2 separate regions of the Mus musculus genome follow, and region 2 is linked to region 1. The links are chromatin contacts, called in public Hi-C maps. All regions are on one chromosome and are shown on one strand. Each heading gives the region's core, a stretch centred on a gene start, on an enhancer-like site or on the middle of the called end of the contact. The rest is flanking DNA. Distances are from core to core; before and after follow the strand shown. Region 1 overlaps Ncam2 (neural cell adhesion molecule 2). Region 2 overlaps Ncam2 (neural cell adhesion molecule 2).

Region 1 (6,855 bases), core at 1,822-4,321:
TTAAATTCTATTACCCATATCTTTGGCTATGGATGTGTGTAGCTCTTTGCAATTTGAAACATTTTCTGAAGGAAATATGCTGCTAGTCTTTGGCACGTCCCAGTTTAGCACATGTTTAAATAGTAATAATCCCATAATCATTTTGAAGTGTGGTTCCTCAGCCAATGTTTAATGCATGGTAATTAATCATGCCAATGGCTCCAAGTGTCACATTATAAATGTATTACCACACCCCTGTGTAATTGACCATGTAATCTATTGCAATGTCGAAATTTAAAGCTGAAATGTGCTCCCAAATATCCTCATAATGAAAACCTAGATTCTGAACTTCATTTCTCAATATTTTTCAGTGAATTTAGTTTTGAAGTGATGGGGTAATAGCTATGCAGAAACAGAACTTGCTCCACAAGCGCTGGGACCTGAGCTAGATCCAGCATCCACAGAAAAAGCTTGATGTGTTCCGAGCCAGTGCTATGGAGATAAACACAGGATAAAAACACTCAATGACAACTTTCTGCCTCCACATGTATGCATTACACTAAACTCAGATTTAATAATAAAAAAGTCAATGAATAAATAGTGTTAAATAAAATTTGGAGTGTTTTAAGTTTGCAGAAATGTTGATTGCATTGTAAAGTATCTCCCTGTTTAAAACATGCTCAATCGTACATGGCCTCATGAAGCATCAAGGATGTCTCTCAATGTGGGGCATGGTAGCAATGCCTTCTTCCCTGCTTGTCATGCTCTTAAGGATGGTTCAGGTTCCTTCAGAAGGACCACAGGTATTAGAACTCTCTGGGTCAAAGTGTAAGATCAGTTCAACCCTCAGAGCTCATCAAAGACAGATCCGTGTTCAGTGGATGTGTTTACCAGAAACTTACAACTGGTCAAAGTGCAGAAATAAAGGGAATATGTGGGTTCAAAACTAAAAATGAGAAATGTATGTTATGCTCTTCCCCAAGCTTCACAGATCATTGAGAAAGATGGAGCAGAAAGACTATAAAGGCCAGGAGATGCAAAAAGTTGGAGCAAACATGGTGTTCTAGAGATGATAGACCTCTGCACTAACGAACTTAAAAGTGTGGTTGCCTGCAAAATCCTAGAGAAGACCAAGCTAGTCAGTTCTTGCATGGAGCAGGGAAGGGCTTATGAATCCTACTGGCTGACATGGTATGGACAATTGATGGTATCTTGGGGATGGAGAGTGGTTTCCTTTAAGGGTATGGCTTATGGTGGATGGAACACTTGCAAGTGTTTTGCTCCATATCCAGAAGAATGTGAAAAAAAAGAAATTGGAGTTAAAAGTTATCAAATTTTTAAAAGATAAAATATTTATGGGATAGAATTAGCTATACCGCTCATAGGTACATACCCAAAATTGCTCTACTATACAATAAAGACACATGCTCCACTATGTTCATAGCAGCCTTATTTATAATAGCCAGAAGCTGGAAAGAACCCAGATGTCTCTCAACCAAAGAATGGATGAAGAAAATGTGGTTCATTTACACAATGGAATACTATTCAGCTATTAAACCGAGGACTTTAGTTGAAGTAGATGGAACCTGAAGAGACCACCTCCAGTAGATAGACAGGGACCCCAGTGGAGAGATGGAGCCACCAACCATCTTCAAAATATCTCACCCAGAATTGTTCCTGTCTAAAGGAAATTCAAGAAAAAAAAATGGAGGAGAAACTGAAAAAAAAAAAGGCCATCCAGTGACCAGCCCAACTTGGGATCCATCCCATGCACAGGCACCAAAAACCCTGACACTATTACTGATGTCATCTTATGGTAGCAAATAGGAACCTAGCACGGCTGTCCTCTAATATATATAAAATGGGAACCTAAGAATGGGGGCAGCTGTTCCATGTTTTGTATCTCTCTAGGAAATTATCAAAACTGAAATTGGATGTGGTTTCTTGATATGTTATATATATATAACATAGGCATGCTTGTGCCTTATGTGCACATGTCAAGGTCAGAGAACTATCTCCAGAATTTAGCAATCTTTTCACTATGAAAGAGACTTTCTTCTGGCCCAGAGATGAGATCCAGCTAATCATCCTGGCAGCAAGTACCTCTACCTGCTGAGCTGTTTCATTGCCATTCCTGATCCAGAATTTTCAAGCTAAAGAGTCTGTGATAGGCAAGAACAGAAAGGGAAGGCTATCTGAAGAGAATGTAAGGACGTCTGATAGTAGCATAGATTAAGCAGTCGTTATTAACCCTTAGTTCTTATCTACTGCGTTTAGACAACTGTTAGAATAAAATAGGTAAATATGACACGGGGCATTAATATGTGGCTTTGGGTAACCTTGGCCTTAGTACGGTGAGTGTGTATAACCTCCTGGAAACGCTAAGTGTGAGGCAACCTTCCCAGTTCAGCATCACAGAGGCAATTTAGTTGTGAATTTTTTTTCCGCCACACTAGACTTTATTTGATTCACTACTCCATATCTAAGAGCCAGGCATCGTGGAATCAATCAATATCTGACTAGGAAATCAATCAATAAATAGTGATGTGATAAATAAGCAGATGATTTAGAATTATCTAATTTAGAAAATAGTCGGTGAGCACATCTACATCAAAGGCCTAAGGTTGTCTTTTTAAACATTGCATCTAATAAAAACTGTGGTCAATATACCATCCTTGGTATTATCTGTCAAAACCAGAAGAAAAGGGACCACACCAATGCACTACTCAGGAAGATATTCTGCCCATACCTTAATGCCTTTGCAATGGGGATGTTAAAAGAATTCAGTGGATATATAATGTGTGACGTTTCAGCTTCCCTGAAATTTACACACTGAAAGTATAATCAAGTACAGAATCTCAATATTCTATTGTGGTGGGATATTTCTTTCATTCCAATTTCAAACACTAAAGAGCAAACTCCTCTGTAACAAGATAAACATAATCTTAGAATGTTGAGTACTGTAAGCTGCAAAGTTGCAAAACTACTAAAGTTGAGAGTGCCCAGTTTAACACCAACAGGGACACCCACTGAAGCCATTCATTTCTAAATTGTATTTGGTGCCACCTGGTGGCAGCCGGCAACTCAGAATTAGCTGTGTAAATTATAGATTTATGTGGGCTGATGCTATCTTACCACCTGTGAACCCAGGACTCACTATGAGTTTCCATTTGTTGGATTGGAGCAATCCTGGGGGAGAGTTTCTGGGGAGCGCTGTGGCCTTCCAACCTTAAACTGGTCCCATCACAATAAGTATCTGCTGAAAGAATAGTCTGGAAACAAACTATTGGGTCTCTATTACCCATCTACCTCTTAGTAGAAGTGAAGTCTTAATGTTTAGCTAAATTTCTCTTGTGTCAACATATTTTAATTGCAAGATAGTAATAAGTACAATGATTTTTTTTGTAGTTTTGTAGTGACTAAAATAATCCAGCAAACAAACAAAAAAGCAAAGTGAGGGGGCAGTCAGTCTTATGTTATGTTGCTAACTATGCCTAAAGTTAAGATGCACTGGCAGTTTAAAACATATCTGATACACCCAGCAATGCATAGAAAATGGAAAACAGAGCACACCTGCTAGATGGTTTCAATGTAGCAATGCAAAATATACTCACTTATCCAAAAAACAAATGAGTTGACGATGTATAATGGTGTTAGATTGGTGGAATGAATACTTTATTCTTTCTACCTACAGTTCTTATTTTAAGAATTGTGTTTGTGTTTTTGAAAGGAATCAACTATTTAAAATACCACATTTCAAAACAAAATTGTCTTCAAGAAGGAACAGTGCTGATTAATCAGAAACAGGGAAAGCAGTGTAGAAGGGGCACGGAGACTGGCTTCACTCTTGACAGTAACAGAGCATTTAATCTCCTTTCTCCCTTCCTGTGTCCCTCTGGTGTCTCTTCCTCTTTAGCAAACTGCCTTTGAAGTACTTCAATCATGCCCTCTCCTACAGGTAATCACTGACCTCTATTTTGGCTGTCACGACCAAAAGCAATGCATTTATCTTTATTCTAAGTGGAGTGTAAGCTTCTTCAGGGGAATTGATGAGTTTCTGTCTTAGTCTGTATCTCTGACATCATTAATTCAATGTCATACATCAAGGACAGGGATGAGTGACTATGTGGGCATCTCCTCTTGCTACAGAATTGCTATGCAGGCAAGTGGATGAAAGAACATGCTAATTGGAATCTTTATTATTTTAAGCACAAGGACTGAGTAAGCATTGGAACTTCTCTCTCGTATCTATTGATGAATGCATTTTAATCTCCCCATAAGAACTGCCAAATTCCTTTCAACTTGAACCACTCTTCATGATACATTTTGGCATATTAAACCTCAAGTCAGTTCTTTCAACAGATAAGGATATATTTCTGGTTGGTGTTGATGTTAACAATATTTAGAAATGATGGATACTTGCTACCTAGGGTTTAGGGGTATTCTCACAGGGCTTTTTTGTTTGTTTCTTTGTTTTTGGTTTTCCTATTCTTTGCAGACCTTCGTATTTTCATAAATTCCAATCATTGCCAAGACTGCTTTCAGGCACAGCTTAAGCCATTAACATGCATATAGTATATTGATATATTTCATATATTTCATATATCAATATACTAACATATATATTTACACAAGGTTTTGAGACCAAAGCTCATGAAAATTTACATATACACATACCAATGCAATATTGAGATTTAAAAATAACTCAAAATATAGATTATCTTTCTCTCTTCTAAGTGGGAAGAGAGAAAATACACAAATATGAATGTCCGGACTTATTTTTTCCAGCCGAATTTCTATTGATGTAAATATATTCCAACTCCCTTATCAGCCCATCCTCCTATGTAAATCTTGGTATTTTATGCTCGTAATTTGCTAAACTGGTATTTACACAAGGTTTTGGGACCAACTGCTCATGAAAATTTACAATCTGGTGACTCTGTAAACATTCTCCCCTGTTTTATGTATATTTTTAGACTCATGACCCATTTTATTCTCCTATTTTATAGGAAGGGTGTATTTTTCTTATCTTACATAGTTTCATCAAGTCTATGGAGTAGCTCTAAAAATCCTAGAATTTATTTTTGCAAAAGCAAATTACTGTTGAAATATATTAGCAATGGATATTAGTGTTATGCAAACTCATTTTTAATTTGTTTCTGCAGCTGGATTTGGCATTATAGGACACATTGGAGTTTTCCTAAAGTACCATCAGGATATCTGGGTATATAATGTTGGTACTTAACTACATTTACATATAACATGAACTAACCCAGTAACCTGAGTACATCTATTATATTGGACAGATAGACACTTAGCTTTCTTAATTTTTCTAGTTAGTCTACATAATCCATATATAAATATTTACACTCACAGTAAACCAATTTTATTATATTTATACAAATACAGGAAGACATGAATTATAGCAAATATACACATCACTGATAAATGAATATACACACACATCATTGAGATTTCTTCAATCACTCAACATTTCTCAATTATGAGACTAAAGTTAAACTAAGGAGTGAATCATATCTGAATTGCCACCCTGTAATAGAAACAATTTTACTCATGATAAATTTCTGTAAATATGACACATAACTGAGGGAATGCCAACCAATGACTGGCCCAAATTGAGGCCCATCTGAAGGACAAACACCAATCCCTAACACTATTAATGATGCAGACAGGAGTCTAGCATAACTGTCTTCTGAGAGGCTCCACCCAGCAGCTGACTGAAACAGAGACCCACAGCAAAGTATTGTATGGAGCTAAGGGAGTCTTATGCAGTGTTGGGGGAGGGAGCTAGGGTCCCGAGAGGGAATAGGAGCTCTACAATATTACAGAGTCTACTAACCTGTACTCTTGGATAATCTCAGACACTAAACCACCAGAGAAAAAGCATGAATGGGAAGGACCTAGGAGTCGCTACACATATGTAACAGATGTGCAGATTGGTCACCATGTGGGTCCCGCACCAACTGTGATTGGACTGTACCTAAAGCTGTTGTTTATCTGTGGATCCTGTTCCTCCAGCTTGACTGCCTTGTCTGGACTCAGAGAGAGAGAATAAGCCTAACCCTGAGTATGGACTCTCTGGATATGGGGGTAGGGTCTCTCCACCCTCTCAGAGGAGAAGGGGAGAGGACAAGTAGGGAGGAGACTGTGAGAGGAGGGTGCCAGGAGGAGAGGAACACAGAGACCAGGATGTAAAGTGAAGAAAAATGTAAACTAATGAAAGAAAAAGCAAATGCAAAAATGTGACAAATAGTAAAGCCATGTTCTGTTCGCAGTTACTGAATAGATGAAAAATTCTTAATGATGTAACACGTAGTTGCAATGCCATAGCAATTACGTTATTCCAAGTCTCCTTGCTGAGATGGCTGATCTTCTACTTTGCTGGTCATTCCTTTCATGCATTTTGTTGTATGTTAAGATATTAGCATATTGTAAAGTTTTCAGTGAGCTAATATCATGCTGTCTACATGCATTCATAACCTTCCTACCTGTTTGGTAATACAGAATTTCTAACTATTCACTGAAAACCTCATAGGTCTTAATATGTGACAGTTAATAAATAATATTTTTGAATGTCACTCTAAGGCAGTGGAGTGATCATGTATTCATTTACTTGGACTAAGGAAACTTTTCCAATGTTCTTTAGAAATTCATGGATGATTCAAATATGCTTTGTTAATAATGAACCTAAATATCAGCGTAAATAAAAGCTACAGATATTAAATTCTTTTTGTATGCCTCACAACGTGCAATAAATAAATGTATCACACACACACTTGGGTCATTTTCTTTAAATTTTCATGCTTTCTAGAACTTTTTAAATAAAGTTTTTTTTCTATTAATCCTGTTAAATAT
Region 2 (6,855 bases), core at 1,167-3,666, 110 kb before region 1:
CACAGCTCCCATCAGAAGCCAGTGAGACACACACTATGGCTTTCCTTATCTGAAATTGATTGTCCATGCAATAACCCGTGGCACATTAGTAAACAAAACTCCCAGATCATCTACATAATTTTATATATGTACACAGTTTTTCAGTTGTGTATTCAATTTTGTTAAACTACGAGAACATACTAGCTGCAGTATAAAAAAATCTACTTTTAAAACTATTAAATATGCAATTTTTAAAATAGTAAATATTTAGAATCTGCTTCTAATGTTCCTAAGTTAGAAAAGTTTGAGCTGTACAACTTCATTAATTAGTTATTCTCATTGCGTTGTATACAACTCAGTGTTATGTTTCAATTTCAGCTCTAGCTATATCTTTTTAAAATTTTTTTATAGACATATGTTGAGAACATATAATTTTGGTTAAACTTGTTCGCATCTTAAAAGTATAATAAAGTGTATAACATTAATAAGATACATAAGACGAATAGTTACCACGCATCTAGCAACAAACTTCATGCATTTATGTATCCACCATTTACATATGCCTGGTGTGTTATTCATAAGCTATGGAGACTGCTTGAAATGTGTGCATCGATCCATTGTCTATTGACAGACTATCTCACTGAAGAGTACAGGAGCTGGAAAAGCACTTGAGCATTTGAAATTGAACCGAAAGGGACTTCCAGATTTGCATATTGCAGAGTGGGATTCTGGGAAACAAGACCAGCCACACCACAGCGATGTCAACTTTTCACCACTGCACTTCTCACAGCCTGGGTTCCAAGGCTTCATCTGAAGTCACATATTAAAAGCATTACCCCTTTTAATCGTACTTGTGATTCAGATAAAAACTATGTGTGTGTATGTGTACTCCAATGTGGATAATATGAATGTGTGCACACAATGTCAATAATTTTTTAAAGAGACTTCTGGTCCTTTCAGACCGAGAGAAGCAATGCTGGAAACACTTCTCGTTAACTCCTCAGATAATCTGTGTAAAGCTTGAAGGATTTTCTACACTAATGCACATGTGATTAAATCCTATATTTTATGGAATTAGAATACTGAAATGAGGGCTTATCATTATCTGACAAATACTTAGTATTATGCTTGGAAAATTATCCTAAAATAAAAAATGACTATGAAACATAATTATGAATCATTCTCCCTATATACTTAAAAAATATACATTCTACTTTTTATCCTTTGTGTTGTGGAAACTCCATCTCTTCATAACACGTAGTAGAATCATAGAACATGGAAACCACTTTAAAAGATTCAATAATTTTGTACCTGTATGTAAGGCAGACACATTGAAAATATACCAAATTGAAAATGTCCCTATGCACAATGGTAGAGCTGCGTAATGTAAGCAAATTATGCTTTCAGCTTCAAACGCCATATTCTGAACTTTATACATCAGTCTGAATCAAAATCATGATGACATCTTAAACAAATACATTCTCTTGTCTATTATCCATACTCATCTTTCCATAATATTTAGAACTGCTATCTTTGAGAGAACATCCATAGAATATAAGGCTGATTTCATACTGCTGTTTTAGTCTACTTGTATATAATGTTCTCATGGCATGGTATTGGAATTTTAACCAGTAGAATCTGTATGTTCCAATGTCCCCTATTGCACTTGCTTTGTATGGTTTAGCACTGTCATAATTTCTGATGGAAACTGAAGTCAAGTACACATTTCCCTGTGGTAGGACTTACACTATGTTCTTTTGTCTTTCTGTACTAGATCACTTATAAACTTTGCGGCCAAGTTGACCACTCACAACACTTAGCTTTAGAAAATGACTGTTTTTGCTTGCTTGTTTGTTATGGCAATTCTTTTTGTTGTGTCTTTTTTGTTTGTTTGTTTTGAATTTCATTTTGTTGTGGTTTTGCTTGTTTAGATGTAGCCATGTTTTCCAGGTTTGCTTGGAAGTATTAGGACACTCTGGTGACAATCAAGTCTTGATTATTCTGCATCTTTCCTCCAGGTGTTGACATTACAGGCGCATGACCTCACGGCAAGCCTGCTGACTTTCACTTGCTGTCTTACTAAAACCAACAACAGAACAGGATTTGACCCAAAAACTAGAGTTCAGCCAAGCTGCACCCAAGTTTTAGGCTTTTGATTGTTTAAATCTTGAAGTGAAATTTGTATCATCTTGTGTTGTTGATTGCATATTTGTGCCCAGATTGTCTTAAAAAATCAAAACCTTCCTGGATCATCTTTCTGAGCACTAGGAACACTGGCCTGTAGGAAGGTTTATTTCTTTTACTACAATATAGAACCTACAATAGCTGTAAAACTAGAAGTAGTTTTAGAACATATAACTTAGAGAGTTACCAAAATACTAACTGTCGGGGATGGTGGTGACTTCCTCATTGTGGTACAACCAGCTGACCGCAGGGGCTGGGGAACTGCTCACTCTGCAAACCACTTCTGCATCCTCCCCTTGCTTGAACTCTTGAGGGGACACCACTTCTCTGAAGGTGAGTTTTTCTGTGAGGAAAATAAAACCACTGGTAAAAGATTCATCACTTACTTAACTCGACACACTGTCATCTATGACTACTAGTGTAGTGAGGATCTAGACAATTAAGAACTTTGTTAAGAGTGATCTCTGGGTTCTTAACACATTGCCAGTGGACACCAAGAACACAGTTTTGCCTATTCTCTCTTAAGCATTCTTTAAAAAATAAAAATAAAAAAAAACAAGTAAATACATTTATTTAATATACTGTCTTAGAAGCGCAAAGCTCAAAGCTCAAAGCTCAACACTGAGCTGTCCCAACAGTTTGTTTTGGAGCACCCATTCTTTTCAATGCAGCCCAAGTACAGAGAAGAGTTCAAGGCTGAGCATCAAAACAGGAAGACAGGAGTCTAGAAATTCCACAATTCTGTCTGACAACAGAGTCCTCAGTCTTTAAACCTTCAACCCCATTATACACTTCAAACTGAGGACTAAGCTTTTCATCATCAATACTCGGGGAACAGCTGGTATCTGAAACATAGCCAGAGCATTGGGTGACAAATATTTTACTTTTAGCACAGATGGTAGCTGGAAACAAAAAAAAAAAGTGGATCCCAAGATTTTCTTTGCTTTTACATCATGGCTTACAGTATTTTGCCACAAATCAAATCATGTATGTAATGTGATATTATTGAAGAGAAATCACAAAGCAGAGCAGAGGGGCTACTGGGTGAGTGGGTGGAAACTGAATGATTCAAGGGTTATGAGTATGGTGGAGATGTGTCTGGTCTAATTGTGTACTTGTGTCCAAGGGTCTTTGTATAACAGTGCCATGCACAATAAGCACATATGACGGAAATTAAGACATTCTTGATTGTGATATTTGTTGTCCTGTAATTCAACTTCCCACTTCAACTCTGAATTCTTTAAACTGACTCCTCTATTTATTTTCCATGAATTTATATTACATGTATATATAACAAGTATAAATTAATATTGTTCATAGTATAAGACTTAGAACAATATGGTTCACATATCAACAAGTGTCTTGGCTTAATGAATTAGTACAGATTCAAAAATTTTAAAATATTTTAATTAATATATATACATATATATTTATGTTCACTTTCGTCCTGTAATCACTGTCCATAGTCCTTCCAGTACCCCCTCATGCAGATCTCCCCCATTCAACTCACCCACAAAACCTTTGACTCAAAATGTATCTTGCCCACAACACGTGCAGGTACAAAGATAGAGCAGAGACTGAGGGAATAGCCAACCAATGGCTGGCCCAAATTAAGACCCATCCCATGGGCAAGCACCAATCCCTGACACTACTAATGATACTTCTTTATGCTTGCAGACAGGAGCCTAGCACAACTGTCTTCTGAAAGGCTCCACTGAACAGCCAAAGCAGAGATGCAGAAACCCACAGCCAAACATTAGATGGAGCTGAAAGTCCTATGTAAGTGTTGGGGGTGGATTGAGAACCCAAAGGGGACAAAGAATCCACAGGAAGACCAACAGAGTCAACTAACTTGGACCCTTGGGGGCTTCCAGAGAATGAACCATTAGCCAAAGAGGGCTGGACCTATGTGCCCCACACATATGTACCAGATGTACCACACATATGTACCAGATGAAGAGCTTGATCTTTGTGCTGGTCTCAAAACAACTGAAGTAAGGGCTGTCCCTGAATCTGTTCCCCACTTGTGGATCTGGTCTCCCTAACTCAGCAGCCTTATCTGGCCTCAGGGAGAGAGGATGCAATTAGTCTTACAGTGACTTGATATGCAATGTGTGTGCGTGTGTTGGGGGGGGTATGGTGCAGGGACAAGGAGAGTAGTGATACTCAGAGAGAGATTCCTGCTTATCAGAGCAGAGGAGGAGGGGAAAATAAAATAGATATAGGAGGTGGATGGATGAAGGAACAGGATTTCAGAGAGGACTAGGAGGGGAGCAGGGTTGTGTGGGCAGGGCGGGGCGGGGGGAAGATCAAGTGTAGGGAGATCTAGGGAGAGAGAACAGAACTCGTTGAAAGGCCAATCTCTAGGACATTTAAGAGGGATAAATAGAGGCTCTAGGGTGTTTATGGGGGCAACTCTAGCTGAGACTCCTAGCAGTGGGGAATATGGATCCTGAAGTGGACACAACAAAGTTTTTTTTTTTTTTTTTCACAAAACTATGAAATGTTTTGGCAGCAAAATTAATTCAAATTTAGTTCAGTAAATAAATCACAAAGGATTTTATGTGTCATTTTAAAAGTAATGAAAACTCTTTTAAAAAATTAGGCTATAAATTATCAACTAATTTTCCTTTTTTGAAAAAAAAAAAATCAGACCAACTACCATAGGAAAGGAAATATCTTTTGCTGAAAATTTTAACGTGACATGGTAGAGGTAGCCAAAGATGAAGACCTTCCATAGGGAAAGTTTATTTTAGTTTTAATATATCTTATTTTCATAGTAATAAAATCAAAATTATAGAGAGTGAGACAATTCTGATTTAAACGTATGGGCTTCAAGTCCCTCAAGTTTATTACACAGTGACAGTTTTTATTAAATATATGTTAATGTGTTTGAGTCCTTCCTGATGAAACTGCTGTGTCAATGACCTAAAACAGAAATGCACAACTTACGGTAAATTTCCAAAACTACTGTAGCTTCTTGTGTCTGTCCTTTGGCATCTGTCGCTTGACAGCGATATATCCCTGCATCTTCTATGTTTGCATTGTAGATGGTGAGTCGTGACCTGACACCCTCCTTCTGTAGCATAACCCTCTGCGTTGAAATGATCTTCTCTCCTTGAGGGTTATACCAGTCGATACTCTCAGGCTCACCAATGGCTGCAGAGCAGAAAACAAATGTTTGAAAATCAATTGCAAATGTTTGTTTTCCCAGCCAGTGGCATTTGCTATTACGTAACAATTTCACCATTTTAGAAAAAGAGTGTAAACAGAAGCCTGGAGATCTGAAACTTGTACAAAAACTGAAAGTAAACACAAATGTTAAGACAAATGTTCATCTTTGTTTAAGCAACATTAAAGACTCCGTCTGGTCCATGTAAGCATGCTTCAAACATTTCATCTGAATATATGACTAGAAATTAAGCTGCGAGAATTGAAATATAACAGTCATAATACATGTGTTATTATTGCACAAAATACTAAAAGTGCCTTAGGCTGACACAACCCAATTGATAGATATTTCTAAAGAGAAAAAAAAATGCTAAGATGGTTTCATAAGCTCAGCTCTCATTGCTAAGGCCAAGAAGTACCAACAGTATTAGCAGAAATAAGGAACTGCTTACAAACATGTTAGGATCTTGTAAAATAGTCTTTGGCCATTGATATTTCTAAATTTTGTGCTAGTTTTCCAAATTGTTCAAGTTGTACAGAAAAGGCTAATTGCCTTAAAAAGAATCCTAATGTGTTTTCCCAACTGAAATGAGTTATTCTGTCTTATTAACCTAAAATTATTAACTATTTAATCATATAACAATTAGAATACATACAAGTAGCACTAATGCTGCTTAGCAATTCCAACCAAATGATTACAGCATAAACATTAATGTTCCCGAATGTAGGTCAGTAACCGCTTTATAAAACTAACGCTTCCTGCATCTTCTTTCATTTAAAAGCAAGGACTTCATCTAATTCCTAAAGAGACTAAGATCGTAACATGCATTCTCTCAAAAGGAGCGGACACATATATAACGACAACAGCAACGGATCTCTGAAGAGAGTTATTCGTTCTCATCATATTAATATGAAAGTGTTCATAAATATCTTTCTCTAAAAAATAATGTAGATGGATCCAAGGAATAAATTAACTGTCTTATATATGTCATGGATACTTATGACAATCTATATTTACATTATTTTACTATAATCAGAAAGAGATACAAACAAAAAATAGCCTCCTAAGTTACTTCATAACTGAATGAATATTTTGAATATTCATATATAAAAGCTTATGATTGGGTTAAAGATATGGCTCAGTGGTTAGAAGCACTGACGGCTTTTCCAGAAGTCCCTGAGTTCAATTCTCAGTAATCACAGGATGATTCAGAACTATCTGTAAAGAGAGATGCCTTCTTCTGTCATGTAGACATTCATGCAGACAGAGCAATCATGTGTGGGTAAATAAAAGTTATTTTTAATGCCTATGTTCATAAGTGTGATTATGGTTAACATGAGTAGAGAAACAGCATGCTCATTTGAGATTTCTATAATAAAGTAAAATAAAGATTTCCTATCAAGTACATCAGGGCTATCTGAAAAATTTTGCATTCTAATGAAATGGAAAGGGAATCAAATAATCTTCTACATATAATGTAATATACTGTTTAAATATCACATTTAAAAAATGTTTCTGGA

The links. Hi-C and Micro-C count contacts between places; a contact is called where the count stands out from the background.
Region 2: a contact with region 1 is called in a Hi-C map of the Ba/F3 cell line, with 2.8 times the contacts expected there. The contact joins two enhancer-like sites. A contact is called at or near these places in 1 of 15 datasets of contacts at CTCF or cohesin (pro-B cells), 9 of 484 Hi-C or Micro-C datasets (the Ba/F3 cell line, ECoMG-derived neutrophils, cortical glia and 4 more) and 1 of 115 datasets of contacts at active chromatin or transcription factors (pro-B cells).

What each region holds. Positions count from the first base shown.
Region 1 is chr16:81,326,922-81,333,776 of GRCm38.p6, reverse strand. All of the region lies in intron 1 of Ncam2 (neural cell adhesion molecule 2), which reads right to left. Among named protein-coding and RNA genes, the nearest start is that of Ncam2, 130 kb to the right of the region's middle. Within about 2 kb of position 3,071, at least 5 of the 459 cell types and tissues checked have an H3K27ac peak or open chromatin away from gene starts, as enhancers often do. A contact at or near this core is called in the Ba/F3 cell line and pro-B cells, where this site is marked.
Region 2 is chr16:81,433,247-81,440,101 of GRCm38.p6, reverse strand. It overlaps Ncam2 (neural cell adhesion molecule 2), which reads right to left. Exons shown (of 18, transcript NM_001113208.1): 3 at 5,116-5,322; 4 at 2,363-2,506. Among named protein-coding and RNA genes, the nearest start is that of Ncam2, 240 kb to the right of the region's middle. Within about 2 kb of position 2,416, at least 57 of the 459 cell types and tissues checked have an H3K27ac peak or open chromatin away from gene starts, as enhancers often do. A contact at or near this core is called in the Ba/F3 cell line and pro-B cells, where this site is marked.